2 separate regions of the Zea mays genome follow, and region 2 is linked to region 1. A link is a contact called in public Hi-C data. All regions are on one chromosome and are shown on one strand. Each heading gives the region's core, a stretch centred on a gene start, on an enhancer-like site or on the middle of the called end of the contact. The rest is flanking DNA. Distances are from core to core; before and after follow the strand shown.

Evidence for each region. Hi-C and Micro-C count contacts between places; a contact is called where the count stands out from the background.
Region 2: a Hi-C map of leaf shows a contact between it and region 1, with 4 times the contacts expected there. The contact joins the enhancer-like site here to the promoter of LOC100284728 in region 1. A contact is called at or near these places in 2 of 25 Hi-C or Micro-C datasets (ear and leaf).

What each region holds. Positions count from the first base shown.
Region 1 is chr10:40,331,261-40,335,414 of Zm-B73-REFERENCE-NAM-5.0, forward strand. It overlaps LOC100284728, which reads right to left and starts at 2,251. Exons shown (of 7, transcript NM_001367196.1): 1 at 1,128-2,251; 2 at 219-411; 3 at 81-144. The coding sequence starts at 1,834.
Region 2 is chr10:40,685,296-40,689,374 of Zm-B73-REFERENCE-NAM-5.0, forward strand. It overlaps LOC100273906 (fiber protein Fb34), which reads right to left. Exons shown (of 3, transcript NM_001148298.1): 3 at 2,444-3,087. The coding sequence ends at 2,799. Among protein-coding and RNA genes, the nearest start is that of LOC100273906, 15 kb to the right of the region's middle. Within about 2 kb of position 2,051, at least 2 of the 20 cell types and tissues checked have an H3K27ac peak or open chromatin away from gene starts, as enhancers often do. A contact at or near this core is called in leaf, where this site is marked.

The DNA.
Region 1 (4,154 bases), core at 1,001-3,500:
AATAACTTGAGAGCACATATGAGAGAATATATTCAAAATCTTATGAGCAAAAGTACACAGGACATAACATTGTCACTAACCAAGATCAATGGGATGAAAAAGCATCTCTGGGACAAGGAACCTCTCGTTTGTCAAGACAAATTCCTACAGAGTTAAAATCTCATCAATGATATCATAATACCACATGGCAGCCAATACCAAGGAGGCGAGGATGTTACATTTTGACTTAATTCTGCCTTTTTCCGATCCTCGGACTTATTTGTATCCATACCATGGTCTTTGCTATCTGATACTTGAGGCAGGGTGCGATATCTAAGTGCTTCATCCATATCCTTGACAAACCCTTTCTTGTATGTTATACCATCAGGGAGAATATAAGAACATCTAAAAGGGTTATCCTTAAATGATAACCTGCCCAGAAATTGCACAGCAAGCTGCTAAGAGATTTGAGTAGCATAAAATCCCATAGTTTAGTCAACTCATTAGTAGGTCCCCATTTCAAAGGAATGTGATTTTACATCATTTAACTCATTCTTTCTTCCCTAATACAGCACAATATATTTTAAGAAAATGCCTCTAAACAACTTTCAAGCAAAGGAAACATGTACTTAATAACATTCTCTTAGCATCCGTCGACATTAATGGCATCTGGATTCTGGAGTTAGCATTGTAAATTCAGGGTGCTTTACGAAGACACTATAAACAACAATATGAGAAAACAAAAGTCCCAAGTATAGGATAGTCCCAAAAACACATTCCAGTGTCCTTAGGTTAGTTATCTATTTGTTTGTTTGACAAAGATAAGTTTTGTGTTCTTAAAATTCAAATGCTAAGGTCTTTCAAGCCTTCTAATGCCTATAGTGAAGTTTCAGCTCAAAATGCTAGTTCACCAGCTCCCACAAAAACATGTGTGCATGCACAACACCTCTAGTTCTGGAAGCTACAAAATCCAGTTTGTCAAAAAAGGTTATCAATGTGTGCACTTAAATTGGTTAAACAGACAAAGTTCAAACACTAGATGTTCCTAGATGGCCCAACCTTTAAATTTATTCAGAACTTACATGAAACATTAACCCTAAACAAACAAAAGAAGGGTTGGCACATGAAAGGTTATGAAGACAGCTGACCTGGCAAGGTGTAGATCACCAGGGACATCAAGCGAGACAAAACATAGCTTTTCCTTTGCATCATCAATGAGGAGAGTTTCATCCATAACATTAAGGGAACGGTATGAGACGAGCTCCTTGAGATAGTTTGTAAGGGCCTTGCCGCCAAGGTCCATACGCCGAACACCATAATTAAGAGTAAAGTTCTGAAGTACAGGGGATGCATGGGTGAAAGAGAAGCCACAGTCAACAACAAGGCTGCATTGGGCACGAAACATCATTGGTTGTCGGCTAGCCTCATAAAGGTGGACAAGGGAAGGACCATCTGCAACATAAAGCGAGTTGAAGCCAAACTCCTCGAACACTAGCTCATCAGTTGCATGCTGTATCGCTGGAGGGTTAAACATGGGTTCCACCAGTAACAAGGACGAGTTAGTAGGATCAACCTGGAGAAGATTGCGCAAAACCCGTTCCCACACATCCCTCTGCACCTCGGTATTGATAAGATAGCCACGGTCAATAGGACGCTTCAAAGTCATGCCAGTCACATCGACATCTTCTGCCTGCAGCTGGTCAGCCACAAGCCATTTCTTCGAGCTGGCATTGCCACCAGGGGGTTTGGCCATACAGTTGGGGACAACAGCAATTGGATCATTGTCCCCCCCAAAGCCAGCCTTGAGAAGACCACCCCCATTGTCTATCACCACCACACCCGATCCACCCGTCATTGAATATCCCTATCTTAGTTCAACCTCTTCTGAGTGCCAGGAGTACCCGACAGCAATCGATTAAGCGACGATTGATCGCCGTTTAAGCGTTTAATGCCCCCCCAGGCCACACAGTTGCGCGCGTCGTTCCCCTGTCCCAGCCGATCGTGCGGAGAACTCACCTCTCTCGTCCGTACCTGTCTCTGCCGCTACAGGATCCGCCTGTCCGCCACACTCCAAGCCCTGCGCGTCCGCCACTCCTTGGCTGGAAGTGATCGACCAGTGGCTGGCGGCGTTGGTTTGCCCAGCAGACGAAAGAGAACAAAGGAAAGGGGAACGGGAGATGGCGGCGGTATAGGGCGCTTGGAACGGGGGTTCATGCCTTCAGGGAGTAGGACGGGAGGTGGATGGGATGCCCGGCGGCGGCACTTGGCGCAGGGGACTTGCGGCGAGCATGGCGTGGCGGCCGCGTCAGGGTTTCGAGGAAGACGGAAGACCAGCCAGGGCTGCCGCACGATGTGGGCCAGCAAAACAGATGGGCCTTCACCGCCGACAGGAATGAAGAAGAAGAACTAGGGCACTTTCGTGGGCCAGCAGGCGCTTGTGGCCTCCGCGGCTCCGCCGGATGAAGAACAGGAACGCCAGGTGGGCTTAAAGACCTAGGCCTATTTGGATTCGTAGTCAGGTACTGAAGTAGTCAGGTGGGTTTGCTTAGACTCTCGACAGCGGGCGCCTCTTCGTTCAGAAAGTATACGTAATCTCTAGCCTTCAGAGCATGCTCTACTTCACCCTCTCACTTTTAAAACCAGATGTTTAACCATCTAAGAGCTAGTTTGAGAACCCCATTTACCCAAGAGATTTTATTTTCCCAAGAGAAATCAGTTCATTTTCACTTGATAAAATGAAAATCACTTGAGAAAATGGTTTTCCCAAACTAGCCCTAAACTTTATAAAAGCGGACAAATAACCTCCAAATAATTTTAGTTAACTGTTATGATGACATGACACTTGTTTAAATGGAACTATTTTGTCTTTTTTTAATTCTGTTTTTTCTACTACCATCAAAATTTTATACAATTTTACACAAATCGATAATTAGATATTATGTTAGCTGTAATTTTCTATAACATTTCTAGAAGCCATTTAATTACTAAAAATAAAAAAACTACACAAAAATAACTTAAGAGTTTTGTCTCTGATTCATTTATTATCTTATTAAGCTAAAACTTTTACTAGAGTTAAACAATACTATTCATAAACTACAAAATTTTGTGTTGCTTTTATTAAGAAAGATAGGTGTCCTTTCGTCTAATTAATAATTAAATTAATTTTACATTTGTTTTTTAGAAACACCTAGTAACAATAAAAAATGATCTCCATTTTTTACATAGATTATCTCTTAGCTAAACTAATATATACAAATATTTTCAGATTTTTTAAGAACATTAAATCTAAACCTATATAAAATTCTGAGAAATATTTACATATTTATGGGTCTAGATTTAAAATTCTCAGAAAAATCTGGAAATATTTGTGTATGTTAGTGTAGATAGGAGAAGGTTTGTGTAAAAAATGGAGATTATTTTATTAGTGTTTGGTAAGTTTTATAAAAAACAAATGCAGAACTGATTTAGATAATAATTAGAAGAAAGACCACTTAACTTTCTTAATAAAATCAACAAAAAAAATTCTTAGTTTAGTAATAGTGTTGTTTAGCTCTAGTAAAAATTTTGGTCTTATCAAAGAAGAAATGAATCAGAGACAAAAAAATATTAAGTTCTCTTTATGTAGCTTTTTTGTAATTAAACTATTACTTCTAAAATTTTACAAAAAAATTATGGTGAGTATAATATCTAATTACCAAATTTGTGTAAAACTACATAAAATTTGACACTTGTAGAAAATAGAATTAAAAAAGACAAAATTGATGTCACTTAAATCAGTGCAACATCATTAAAATGTAACATCTCAAATCCATCAATTAAAAGTAAGTTAATATTAGTTGCTAAACCTAGTAGAGAAGAAAGAATTCTACAATAAAAGAAAGAAATAGCATAAAAATATAACCCAAGAGATTTTATTTTCCCAAGAGAAATCAGTTCATTTTCACTTGATAAAATGAAAATCACTTGAGAAAATGGTTTTCCCAAACTAGCCCTAAACTTTATAAAAGCGGACAAATAACCTCCAAATAATTTTAGTTAACTGTTATGATGACATGACACTTGTTTAAATGGAACTATTTTGTCTTTTTTTTTAATTCTGTTTTTTCTACTACCATCAAAATTTTATACAATTTTACACAAATCGATAATTAGATATTATGTTAGCTGTAATTTTC
Region 2 (4,079 bases), core at 801-3,300, 350 kb after region 1:
TATGTTGCGGGCTGTTTTGAAAGATAATTTGAGGTTGTAGGAGGAATGTTTGCCACATATTGAGTTTGCTTATAATAGATCCATTCATTCCACAACCAAGCTTAGTCCATTGATGGTAGTATATGGTTTTAATCCTCGTGCTCCAATTGATTTGCTACCTTTACCAACTTATAAAATTGTGAACTTGCAACACAATGTTCCGAATTAATACTTAAGTTGCATGAAACAGCTAAGTTGCAAATTTAAAAGATGAATGAAAAGTATCTTATTGCTGCTAGTAAAGGTAGGAAGGAAATAAAATTGGAACCATGTGACTTGGTGTGGATCCATTTGACAAAGGATAGGTTTCCTGATTTAAGAAAGTCTAAACTCATGCCACGTGCTACTGGTCCTTATAAAGTTCTTGAAAAAAAATAATGATAATGCATATAAATTCAGTTGCTTCTAGATTTTAGGGTTAGTCCCACCTTTACCATTTCGGATTTCAAGCCATATATGGGTGAGGAAGATGAGATCGAGTCGAGGACGACTCCAATTCAAGAGGGGGATGATGATGAGGACATCACTTCTATACATATAATGTATGGACCAATAACACGATTTGCGTGCACGACAGCTAAATCTGTAGGTACATTCTACCCTAGTCAATTGTGTTTCAGAGCTTGCGCTTGGGGCAATAGATGTTTTGATGATTAGGAATCTTGGAGAGGACCAGCAAGGACTTGGGAAAGGCCAAGGTGTCGAGGAGAAGCAGCAAGGGCGTCCACGACAGGAAGGAGAACAAATCCGACTCGACTATGACTCCATCTCGGGTTCCAGGACCAGTCTGTACTAAAATGGATACCTAGTATGTATCCGGACTCCGATTGCGATAGACTTGATATGGTTGGAAAGATAAAGCGATTATCTAACCAACCCAATTGGTCCCACCTTAAAATTCATCCAGAGTCAACGGGAATCATCGAAACAATTTAGCGTTTAGATTATGTTTTGGTGCTGCGTCACCCTGTTGGGTCGTTGGATCATGTATGCATTGGAGCCCATTAGGGGCGAGACTAGGGGTCACGCACACCCTAATGCTCTATTTATTCAGCAGCCACCGCCACATTATGAGTGTGTTTTGCATAGATTATTTTGTCATCGAACAGTATCATCGTCATCGGCTTGTGAGACCCCATCTGGTAATCAACACAGTTTTATTGCGTTCTTCCTGTTCTATGTTCTTGAGCTTCACTTTCCTGTCTCTCCATCTTGTGGTTTCTGCTTGCTATAACTTTCTTGTTGTCCTGTTCTTCAGTCGAAGCTGCGACTCTTGCTAATCCCAACTTGATTTCTTCGGTGGTAACAACTTCGTCCCCGAAGAGGAGCATGAACGGTGTGAAAACAGTAGATCTCGGTAATGACATGTTATGATTCCACACAACTTTGATGAGTTCATCTGCCCATTTGCCCTTTGGCAATTCATCTAGCGACTTTGTGATTCCTAGCAAGATTATGCCATATGCTTTGCTTCGAGATCGGCAGGCTACCCAAAGCGCCTCTAGACGGCGTAGAGTCGAAGAGAGGTGAAGATTAAGATTGAGATACTACAACTAGAGCTACGCTATGTCTACTCCTAATAAATGATAATATAGATAGATTGGTTCGATTGGATTGCATGTTCTCAATCGGTTGTACCCTTTCATATATATAGAGGTCTGGACCCGTTCCAAGCCAATACCCAACAGTTTCTCATGAATTTGTTAGGATAATCACGAATGAAATAAGGACTAGCCGAAGTTAAAGACCGTCTTGATCATTCGTGTGGACCGTTCGGATCAAAAGGCCAGGCCGTCAGACTGTCCATGTACCTAATTTGGTCCTCAACAAGTGACTAATCATGTGTTTAGTTTAGTTGAGATTACATGGGATATGAAGGTCGTATACCAGTTTTTGAGATGGAACGATCTGTGTTTTTTTTTGGTAGAACAGAGAAGGCATGAGGTGATCCTAGCTATTTTCGTAGAAGGGGCGATGAATTAATTGGACGTCTTTTTACTAATCTATTTGCCACCGTCAGATGTGGGGGTGGGGCTACGGTGTCAGCCGGCTGTGTTCACGAGAGCGGATGAGACGGACTGATGACGCCGTGTAATTTCATTGCGGATATTTTTAGAAATTTAACAAACGGCTCTATTATTACGGATATTTTCAGAATTCCATATCAAAGAGCAAATTTACAGGCAGTTGATAATAAGAGAGGTAATGGTGCAAGAGTATAAGCGTCTTTTTTAGGCTGAGCTGACATCATTATGTGCTTATAACGAAATATGGGTAAACAGAGGTTTGTTATAAAAAAAGGAGCAACAGTGCAAAGTTCGAAAAAGTAAGATGGAGTTAGAATCGTGAACAAGGGCAACCATGCAATTGTCCCAAAAGAAAACTATATGTGGCGAATAAAGATGCAGCCGGGCCTCGCCTGCAGGCCTAACAGATGCCATTTTAGTGCAAAATCAGTACAGTACCACCTTGCATAATTTAATGACAGCCAAGAACATTGAAGTCCCGCATTTGTGTTGCGAACAACCACCGCCAGCAGCGAGCAGGAAGAAGTCGGTGTCGTGCTCGTGCAGCACACCAAACACAACTAGTGCTACCGCATTTTTCACAGCACGAACCCTACAATATCACCACCCATGCCATTGTACAGTTATGGTATATCATTCACAGCACACCGTAGAGAAACAACTCAACTTCATCCACATACATTTCGACGATAGTATTAATACCGCACAGAGGCCAATAAGATTCCATCTCACTCAGGGCCCAGAAACACCCTTGTCAAGGCCGTAATCCGTCATGCCCACACCAACCTCATTTTGGTGCTTCATGAACCCACCCGTCGCAGCTTTTGAGTAACTCCAGTAGTACACCAGGGACGCCAGGAGGTTGATGATCATCATTGCAGCAGCTGCTGCAAAGACTCCCTTGCGAAGGGCGGCGCACGACACCAAATCATGCTTCATGTAGTAGCCTAAATACTTGGTGTGCTTTGCATTCCTCACCGATCCTCCTATGAGACAAGCTTCTGCGACGAGGAATGTTATCCTGCAAACAGGGGAACAAAAATGGAAGGACAAAGTTATTTCCAAAAGGCGCTTGATCTCATGGAATTATATAACCAATGTGATGACCAACAAAACCTTGACAAGTTACCAACATCTGATCTCATGGAATTTGAAAAATGCCAAAGTGCCAAACAAAGTATCAAATTGAATGGTCCAATTCAATTTCTACACCTGACCTAATAAAAAAACCACCCAGGTACCATGAGTTGCTCAATTTTCAGAAAGATTAAGCAGGAGCAATGGTGATACTGGCGCAGGAAATACGAATCAAGGGCTGGCAGGCAGTTGCTAGCAGGCTGTGGCTGGCGCTTGGGCACCGTGATCACAGGCTGAGGGAGGAAACAGGAGGCACAGGTGAGAGTACCAACTCCCTGGGGGGGGGGGGGGGGGGGGGGGGAGCTAGCAACAAGGTTGGTTGCTAATTGCTTGTTTTATTCCTTGTTTCCCTGGCATTATATAGCCAAGGCTGCCTAACACATCTTAACAACCTCTATCAAGATCTAACAAACACTAACAACGTCCTGATAAGGGAGCTTTGTCCAACGGAATCTCTCTGATAGTAGCCCAGACCTCTTCCTCAGTAAATGGCACCTCAAGCTCAGACAGGTCATGCTGCTGCACACCTAAGGAAAGAAAATCCAGAGTGAAGTCTCTTTGCTCAGCCGAACCGATCAAAGCATCATAAAACTCGAGGGCTGCTCAAAGTTTGTTTCGGGTGGCTGTGGTCGTGTACAAGTGATGTGGTCATGTGTGTGGCTGTGGCATGTTAGTTCCTAACCGCCTTGTACTCGACGCTATTTTTCCAGTTGCGTCGTACTCTTGTTTCTTCTCTCCTTAATGAAATGACTCGCAGCTCTCCTGCGACGTTAAAAAAATGGTACAACAACAGAAACAATGTATTTATACACCAGCTGCAAATGTTTCTGCATAGACAGGAAGACAAATGCACATGCCAAAAAGGACCCAGTAGTG